Regions from separate parts of the Sus scrofa genome. Here region 1 is linked to region 2. The links are chromatin contacts, called in public Hi-C maps. All regions are on one chromosome and are shown on one strand. The core of a region is the stretch at or near the end of the contact, and the rest is flanking DNA. Distances in the headings are between cores, read along the strand shown.

The links. A called contact is a pair of places that touch in the nucleus more often than the background predicts.
Region 1: a Hi-C map of skeletal muscle shows a contact between it and region 2, with 4 times the contacts expected there. The contact joins the promoter of HNRNPLL here to the promoter of GALM in region 2. A contact is called at or near these places in 1 of 5 promoter capture datasets (liver), 17 of 47 Hi-C or Micro-C datasets (alveolar macrophages, brain, embryonic fibroblasts and 9 more) and 2 of 2 datasets of contacts at active chromatin or transcription factors (alveolar macrophages and skeletal muscle).

What each region holds. Positions count from the first base shown.
Region 1 is chr3:101,751,910-101,756,403 of Sscrofa11.1, forward strand. HNRNPLL (heterogeneous nuclear ribonucleoprotein L-like) reads left to right here and starts at 1,421. Exons shown (of 11, transcript XM_021087609.1): 1 at 1,421-1,960. The coding sequence starts at 1,775. It overlaps LOC102164129 (a long non-coding RNA gene), which reads right to left and starts at 1,245. Exons shown (of 6, transcript XR_002342766.1): 1 at 1,112-1,245.
Region 2 is chr3:101,680,452-101,684,526 of Sscrofa11.1, forward strand. It overlaps GALM (galactose mutarotase), which reads right to left and starts at 2,370. Exons shown (of 7, transcript NM_214406.1): 1 at 2,125-2,370. The coding sequence starts at 2,314.

The DNA.
Region 1 (4,494 bases), core at 171-2,670, 71 kb after region 2:
CAAGTGGATTCCAAAATGACAGGCAGTGTAAATTGTTAAGTACAAAACACTGTAGATTAAAGCACTGTCAACAATAAATAAAAATGGCTTTTTTTTTTTCCCTTAGGAAATAACTTTGGAAAGGAGAGAGAATAGGCTGGGGAGGAAACAATCCACACCATTAGGAAAGGAAGAGCCACATTTTGGGAAGCATCTGACCGCCAAGGATATCAGAAACATTTAAATGACTCGATCCCAGGCAACTCTCCAAGGATTAAGTCACAGAAGGCAGTTAGGTTGCGTTAGATTTGCCAGTTCCTCTCCTGAAAGATAATGGACCTTTATTTCCCAAGGCCCACTCATTCAGCCTTGTTGAGCATGTAACTTGTGCTGGGGACTGTTACAGGAACTGGGTTTGCAAAGATGAGAAAAGCCCAGTTCCTGTCTCCAAGCGCGTCTAGTTTTTAAAACAGAATATCCTAATAGGTAGCTTATAAAGGGCACCGTTTCAAAAGGGGAAAGCGGCAACCAGAAGCTTGAGGAGGCCTCAGGGCTCCACAGAGGAAACAAGCTGTGTGTGGTCCAAAGGACAACTTTGATAGGCTTTCGTGTCTTTTAAAAGATAAATGATAATGTGAAATAAATCGATCGCCCAGAAAGGAAAAGGTTGAGATGAAGGATGAAACTTTATATGGAAGGTTTAAAGCACATTTAGTTGGGGCAGGGACTTGATACAAGACCCCTCGTTATAATTGTCAGGAAAGAAGAGTCCAGAAGACCCACGAGTACTAACTGATCGAACTGACAGTCGCCCGTGTGGAGCGTCTTCTTTAGACCCGCACTTCAGTGCATGTTGACTGTTCTCGAACATCTACCTAGCGGCGGGGAGAGAATCCGTCCACTTGGATGAGATTTTGCACACAACAATGGGAGAAGGCTACTTTCACGGCTCTAAGCCCTTTGCTCGCTTCACCTCCCGGAGCTTTAGGGCTGTGTGAGGTACATCTGTAGGGATTTTCTCTTTTGAAGAGAAGTAATAAAAGCATTTAAATTAGCGGGAGGGCGGTTAACACCCGCAGCCCCGGTCCCACTGCTTGCCTCCTGGCCCGCCGGGGTTCGCCCCGCGCCTCACCTCCGGTTGGCCCAACAGCGCTAACGGCCGCGGTGTAGCAACCGCTCCAGGACGTTGCGCTGCAGGTGCTGCTCGGTCGTCACTCGCAGGCCAGCGGCGAGTTCTGAAGGCGCGGAGTGGGGGGGGGGGGAGGAGGCCTGACAGTGGGCAGCTTTTGACGAACGGCCTTTAGAGCCAATTGGAAGCCTGGTCGACTTTTCCCTCTGCCAATAGAGAGCAAGGCCCGGGCTGGGGGGCGCTTCCCGCGGGGTGCTGCTGGATTTGATCCTCTGCGGCGGCCGCGAAGGCGGGGGTGGAGGCTCGGCCTGGGCGGCAAGGAGCGGATTAGGGGAGGAGGGAAGACCGGAAGCAACGGTCGCGTCCCGATCCTTAGATTCGCTCCCCAGGGCAGGCTTTGGAGACGGAGGAAGAGGGAGAGGCTGAATGTTGGCTCTGTGATAAAGGGGAGCGGCCGCTCCGGAGCCTCCTCCTGGAGCGCCCCCTTCATCCTGCCCGCTCTCTGCACCCACCCGGCTCCAGGGCGCGCGGCCCCCGCGGACGCCCGGCCGCACAGACCTTTTCTGAAGAAGCGCTGCGGGTGGCGAGGACTGGCCGGCGGCGTCCGAGGCCCGCGCCCCGCCGCCACCCCCACACGCCTGCCGGCCGGTCTCTCCGGCCGCCGCCATGTCCTCCTCCTCATCCTCCCCTAGGGAGACGTATGAGGAGGACCGGGAATACGAGAGCCAGGCCAAGCGCCTCAAGACCGAGGAGGGAGAAATCGACTACTCTGCGGAGGAAGGCGAGAATCGCCGGGAAGCGACGCCCCGGAGCGGGGGCGATGGCAGCGGCGGCCGGAGCTTCTCACAGCCGGTAACAAAGCGCGGCGCCGGGTCCTCGGTGCCTGGCGGCTCCCCGGGAAGCAGGGCCCCGCGGCGGGGACTCGGCCCCGAGTCCTTCCGCCCGCCTCATTTTCCCATTTTGCTGCGCTGACCAGGTTGGGAAGCGCCGGCTCTTCTCTTTGCGTCTTTTTTCCTTTGCCCTACCTGTTTCCAGCACCTGGATCGCGAATCTAGGCTCGGCCTGGCCGCAGGCCCCGCCGCGAGTCCGCTGCCGGCCCTGAACTTGGGAAGGGTCGCGGGGCCCGGCGGCTGGGGAGGCGTTGCCGCTTCCGCTCCTGGGAACTCGGGTGCACGATTAGCCCTTTGTTTTAACTCTGCGGGCGAGTGGCCCGCGTCCGACGACCCGCTCCCTTCAGTCCCTTGCTCCAGCATCTGCGCGCCGGTCCCGATCACAGGATGGTGGCGTCGGTTCCGCCCGGGGCTCTCTTCGCCTGGGTTTTGAGGAGAACCGTAGCTAAGTGACAGATTACGCTCCGGCGTTCACACTGCCCCCCCCCCCCCTCCGCGTCTTCCAAGGATTTAATTAGAAAATTTTTATTCTTGGCTGGCCTGGCGCACATATTTTGCTCCCCAGTTTCATGATTATTGCTCAGTACAGTTTTTAGCTCTTCGGTGAGAAAATATGTTGGTAGGTGTTCGCACACCACTACTTCCAAGTAAAATGAATCTTAAAATCACCTCAGTTCTTCACGGGCAGTTTGTTCCAAATCGCTCCACGAAAAGCGGAACTGAATTCAGGACTGCATCAAACACACGTTCCTAGATTCTTATTTCTCTCATCAGAAAGATTAGCTGGAGGCAGAAGGAATGTGAAAATCGTTTTATTCACAGCAAGTGGTAACTCAGCTTCCGTTGGATGGAGATTTTAAGGGAACAAAGCAAACATTTTTGTTCTTTTTGGTGCACTTAAGCTGTCTTGATGATTAGATGTTCTTTTAACAGTTGAAACATTTTAATTGTGATTTTTTTAAAGCTCACTTTAGCCGAAATTTACGAAATTGTTCACATATATTTTAAGATGTTTCTCACCTTTTACAAGAGGCAAATTAGATGTTATTTAGCTCTTGTTTTCATTTTTTTGTAAAAAAAAAATTCCGGTCAGTAGCCCTCATGTTAGTTTCCAAATAGGGTAAGGTTGCAACACATTTAAAAAAGGAACTTTTCTTTCTCTAAATAACAAAGCTTTCTTATGGCTAGATACTGCTTTCTTTCCACTTTTGTACCTAGCTGTTTGGAATATTCAAAATGTAACTTAAAAGTATAAATAAAGGAAGTGCATTTCTTCTTAGGAAGTTTCAGTTCAAAGCAAATCTTATGTGGAAGTTGGAAACAAGAATATTGTAACTGATGTTTAGATGCATTGGATCATTGTATTTCTTCTGCTGAAAGTCTTGAGTTTTTGTGCAGTAGCATGAAATGTCTTCCATTAAGTGTCTTGGAAAGATATTTTAACCAGTTTATAAAAAAAAATGTTTTTGAAAACTTTATTAAGCCAGTAGTATATTATTTTGGATGTTGGGAAGAAAATAGTTTACAATTAATACATCTTTAGTTAATTGTATCTAGCAGTGGATATAGGTCTTGGGGAGAGTCAGGAGTCTTAGCTGGCATATAATCTCTGTGACTTTGGGAAAGTCAGTTTACTATTCTGTGTTAGTCTTTAAAATGTGAAAGTTGAACTTTCCATGCTTTCCATACCTGAAGTTGTAGTTCAGTTATTAATGGAATACAGCATTTAAATTACCCAGGCAGAAACTAATATATGCAGAATTAGTTATAAATTCAAATTTTATCTTACTGCCGGTGTGTTTCTTTCTTTCTTTCTTTTCTTTCTTTTTTTTTTTTTTTCTTTTTTGCTGGTCTTTTTTTTAGGGCAGCACCTGAGGCATATGGAGGTTCCCAAGCCTGGAGTCCATTCTGAGCATAGCCACTGTCCTACATCACAGCCACAGCAACACCAGATCTGAGCCGCATCTGCAACCTACACCACAGCTTCACAGCAAGGCCAGATCCTTAACCCACTGAGCAAGGCCAGAAATCGAACCTGTGGCCTCACAGATACTAGTCAGATTCCTTTCCACTGAGCTAGGATGGGAGCTTCCACTGTGTGAATTGCTTTTATTTAACAGTAGAACCAATACTGCACTGTGAAATCTAATGAAGGATTATTTTTCCTGTTTTTAAAACATTTTTCTTCTTGTGATTTTGGGTACTATTTTGAAATCATTGCAACTATGGAAACCTGTACATAATAAAATTTTACTAGGATAGGAATGCCCTGAATAGAAGTTTACTCTCTATAGAGTGCATCATTATCCAGAAATATGGTAATTCATCTAACTGAAAAGAGTTTGGCTCAGCCTCAGCCCAGCCCCAGAAGAAATACATTTGTGATCAAACTTTAAGTAAATACAGATTAGGTACAGTCCTGGGTCATCTTTCCAACTCTAGTTGAAAGTTTGTAGAAGTACAGTAAGACTTCAGGTGTTTACATTGTTGGCTTTT
Region 2 (4,075 bases), core at 1,120-3,619:
AGTTATCTCTTTGTGATTCTGTTTTGGCCTTAGCAGATGGTTATGCTTCTAACAGAGAGAGGTGACTCAGCAAAAAATGATTCTAAAGAATCCTCTTTTGGAGTTCTCTTATGGCGCAGTGGGTTAAGGATCCAGCATTATTACTGCAGTGGTCAGGGTTGCTGCTGTGGCACAGGTTCAATCCCTGGCCCAGGGAAACTTCCACGTGCCACAGGCACGGGACGAAAAAAAAAAAAGACTCTTTTGTCACTTGTCAACTCTCTTGCCTTCTGACTCTGAAGACAGAAGATATGAACACCTGAAGGGGATGTGGAGAGCAAGGGGAAGTAAAGCTGATTTTTCCCAGCCCCTGCAGCTTCCTACTAGTGAGTGTCCTCTAATAAACTTGCTGAAATTACAAAAGAAATTCTGCTGAAGGTTATGTTATCTTCTCCAAGCCAAGTTGTGGAGGCTCCAAAGCAGTTAAAGAAATCAACCAGGAGTTCCCGTCGTGGCGCAGTGGTTAACGAATCCGACTAGGAACCATGAGGTTGCGGGTTCGGTCCCTGCCCTTGCTCAGTGGGTTAAGGATCCAGCGTTGCTGTGAGCTGTGGTGTAGGTTGCAGACGCGGCTCGGATCCAGCGTTGCTGTGGCTCTGGCGTAGGCCAGAGGCTACAGCTCCGATTCAACCCCTAGCCTGGGAACCTCCATATGCCGCGGGAGCGGCCCAAAAAATAGCAACAATAACAACAACAAAAGACAAAAAAAGACAAAAAAAAAAAAAAAAAGACAATCAACCAGAGGGCAAGGAATAGAATCCTCAGGAATACTCGTGATATATTTTGTTAAGGAAATAGGAAGCCAATTTCAGTCTCTTAAGGGAAAACCAATACTCTCAATTTTCTGTTGATCTCCAACCATGAGCCATGTTACATATCTAAAGAACCAGACACCTGAAGGAAAACCCCAAACCTCCTCTCTTACAAATTTTGTCCAAGCCCCTACCAAGGAGCAGAGAATTAATTCTCAAGCATTTGCCTTTTGCCAACTTTCAGACCTCCTTTTCTGTCTAGCTACTCAGGTGTGCCAAGAAATAGCAAGCACTATGCCCATTTTCCTTTGCCCTGATCAAAGTGCAGTTGTAACTATTTATTTGTGCAATTTTTTGGCTAAGGTCTATCTCCACATCTAAATTGCAAGTTCTGGAGTTCCTATCGTGGTGCAATGGAAACGAATGCAACTAGGAACCATGAAGTTTCAGGTTTGATCCCTGGCCTTGCTCAGTGGGTTAAGGATCTGGCGTTGCCATGAGCTGTCATGTAGGTCACAGGCTCAGCTTGGATCTGGCATGGCTGTGGCTGTGGCATAGCTGTAGCTCCGATTCGACTCCTAGCCTGGGAATCTCCATATGCCTCAGGTGCAGCCCTAAAAAAAAAAAAGAAAAAAAAATTAAAAAATAAATTGCAATTTCCATGAGGGTGGGGACCTTGTCTTTCTCGCTGATCAGATAACTGATTCAACAGTGTCTGAATGAATTAACACATTTTTTAATTGCCTACAGATTCCCACAAAATAAAATCCATCCCAGTTACAAAGAGACTCTTTTCTTGACAATATGGGTATTGATCAGCCAAGGGGTGCGGGACACTGTACCCACAGACGAAAGCAGATAAGCTGTTTGCACCTGCTGAGCTTATGTTATGGAGCATTTCTGAAACCACCAGACCTCGAAGAGAATCTAAACAAGAAGGAAGTAGAAGACGCATGTCTTTTAATTTTTTTCCTTCTTCAAAAAGGGCACAAGGGAAGAACTGGGAGCCACACCCCCTCCGGCCTGCACTTTCCTCTCACCCTCAGAGATCAAGCAGTTCAAAGATCATTCCAGAGTTGCTGCAGTTTTATTTTACCCTCAACTGACTTTCTAAAAATTAAGACAAAGGCCTGAATGTACAACCAGAGACCAAGTCCTACAGCAGTTCGTTTTTTCCAAACATTAGATCGCAACACAGTGAGTGAGTCAGATCCAAGCACTCCTCAGTACTTCCCTTCGGCCCCGCATCCCTGCAGCGCGAGTCTCCAGTGTGAGGCGGTGTTAACGGATGGGCCTGGGGCCCCTCCGCAGCCCGGGGCGGAATCCAACCCACCTTTCAATTCAGCAAAGCCAAGCACCACGTCTGAGGCTCTGCCCTGCCTGTCTTTGACCTCCAGGGCCGTGATGGTGCAGCCCCAGGAGATGATGTCCACTCTCAGCTGGTCTGATTGCAGCTGGAACTTTTCCACCGTCCCTGCCCCCGAGGGGAGGTCTCCAAACACGGATCTTGTAACTGAAACCATTAGGAAAGCTTGGGGTGTGTAGTTGCTCCAGGTCCCTCGAACTCCCGCCGCCAAACCTAGAGCGGCAGAAGTTTACTGGAGAAGGGGAGGGACAGGGATCAGACTCCTCCCCTTCCTTGCCGGGATTTAGGGAGTGACCACTTCTGCGAAAAATATCCTCCGGGGCCTTTCGAAATCATTCCTTTGCCTGAGGGTGGCACCAAGGCAAAATTTCCTACTAAGCTGGGAATTTCCAGCCAGTTCTTTTCCTTTGCTAACCCTGACTGCACTGCATGTTGGGAATGGTAGTCTTTGAAAGGGGAACTTGCATGTTGGGGCCTGTAGTCTTTCTAAACCCAAATCTTGAGTCTGCTGGATTCTACCCCGTTTTCTGGCACAAGGTTCTCAACGTGCAGTGATCTGTTCATTAATCGTGACTGACTTTCAGATAAAATGCTGGAAAATGCAGAGATTAAAATTAGGAAGAGTGGGGAGGGGGGTGGAAATGTGGGAGGTTGTGTGTGGAATTTTGATTTTTAACTCTTTGATCCAGAAGGGAAAGAATTACAGTAGTAATTAAGAGAAGGGGTAAATAATTGCAGGTTTCTCTGCACACTGACTGAAGATCCATTCTGCTTGCCACACAAACAGCTCTCAACATGTATTGCTGGAGCCACTGCCCAGAGGCTCTCCTGACTGCTAGCCCGGAGAGGGTCATGTCTAGATGGATTAGGGCCTAGTTTATATGGAGGTGAACAAAGGTGGCCTCTGACTTTCTTTCCTTCAGGGGACTGGGAAAGGACCTTGGTTATACACCCACTCTTGTTCCTGAAGCCCAAAGTTCCTTTAAGAAAGGATTAAGGATGAATATTTATTAAGGACATCATTAATGTCAGATACTGTACTTTTATTATCTCCTTTCTACAAGCAGAAAAAGGCTTTGCGTATGTACTGCTGGGAGAAGAAAGACATTAAATAATCCTTTAATGCTTTGATGTGCCTCAAAAGCATCAAAAATGCATATCCCCAGGTTCATTCCTGGAATTTCTGTTTCTGTGAGTCGAGGGTGAAACTCAGTAATCTACTTTTTTCACAGATTCCTCAGGTTAGTCTACTGTAGTTTATCTGGGACCAGACTTTGAGAAGTATTGCTCCAGGTTTTGATGACTAATCTCAGATTTTTTTCCCCCCTCTGATGGTACAGGACTAAGATAGAGCTACCAAAGGCCTTAATAATATTGTCAGATAAAATACAGTAAATGTATTTCTTTGCTAAATCTGTCCAGATAGTACTGAGCCTTGGAACAGGGAAGATTCTGGAAGCCTGACAACGTTCTACTTGACCATCTGCATACTCATCACTTTGATCTGGTTCCTAGGTACTTTAAAGGGGATCCAACTAGACCGTGGTGAACACCAAAATTCATCTATGACTAGGAAATTAGGAGAACTGGGATCATGTTCCTGGAATCAGATGCTAATAAAACATAACCATCTCTCAGCCCTTTCCATATTTGGAGTTTGAAGGAATATTTAACATTCTTGCCACAAAGCCTCAATTCTCATTCATGAAGCAGGGCAATTCTGATAGCAAAGGAAAAAGAGAGCTTGCAACAAGCTTCAGTGAAGCATAATATATAATAACAAAAAGACCTAAACAAGTCAAATTATAGACTGCACCACACTCGTACAATAACTGACAGACACTCTTAGTGCTGCTTCATCAGAATTCTCATAAACTCTGCAACCCTCATCAGCCCACTTAACATTTACGGCTGATTC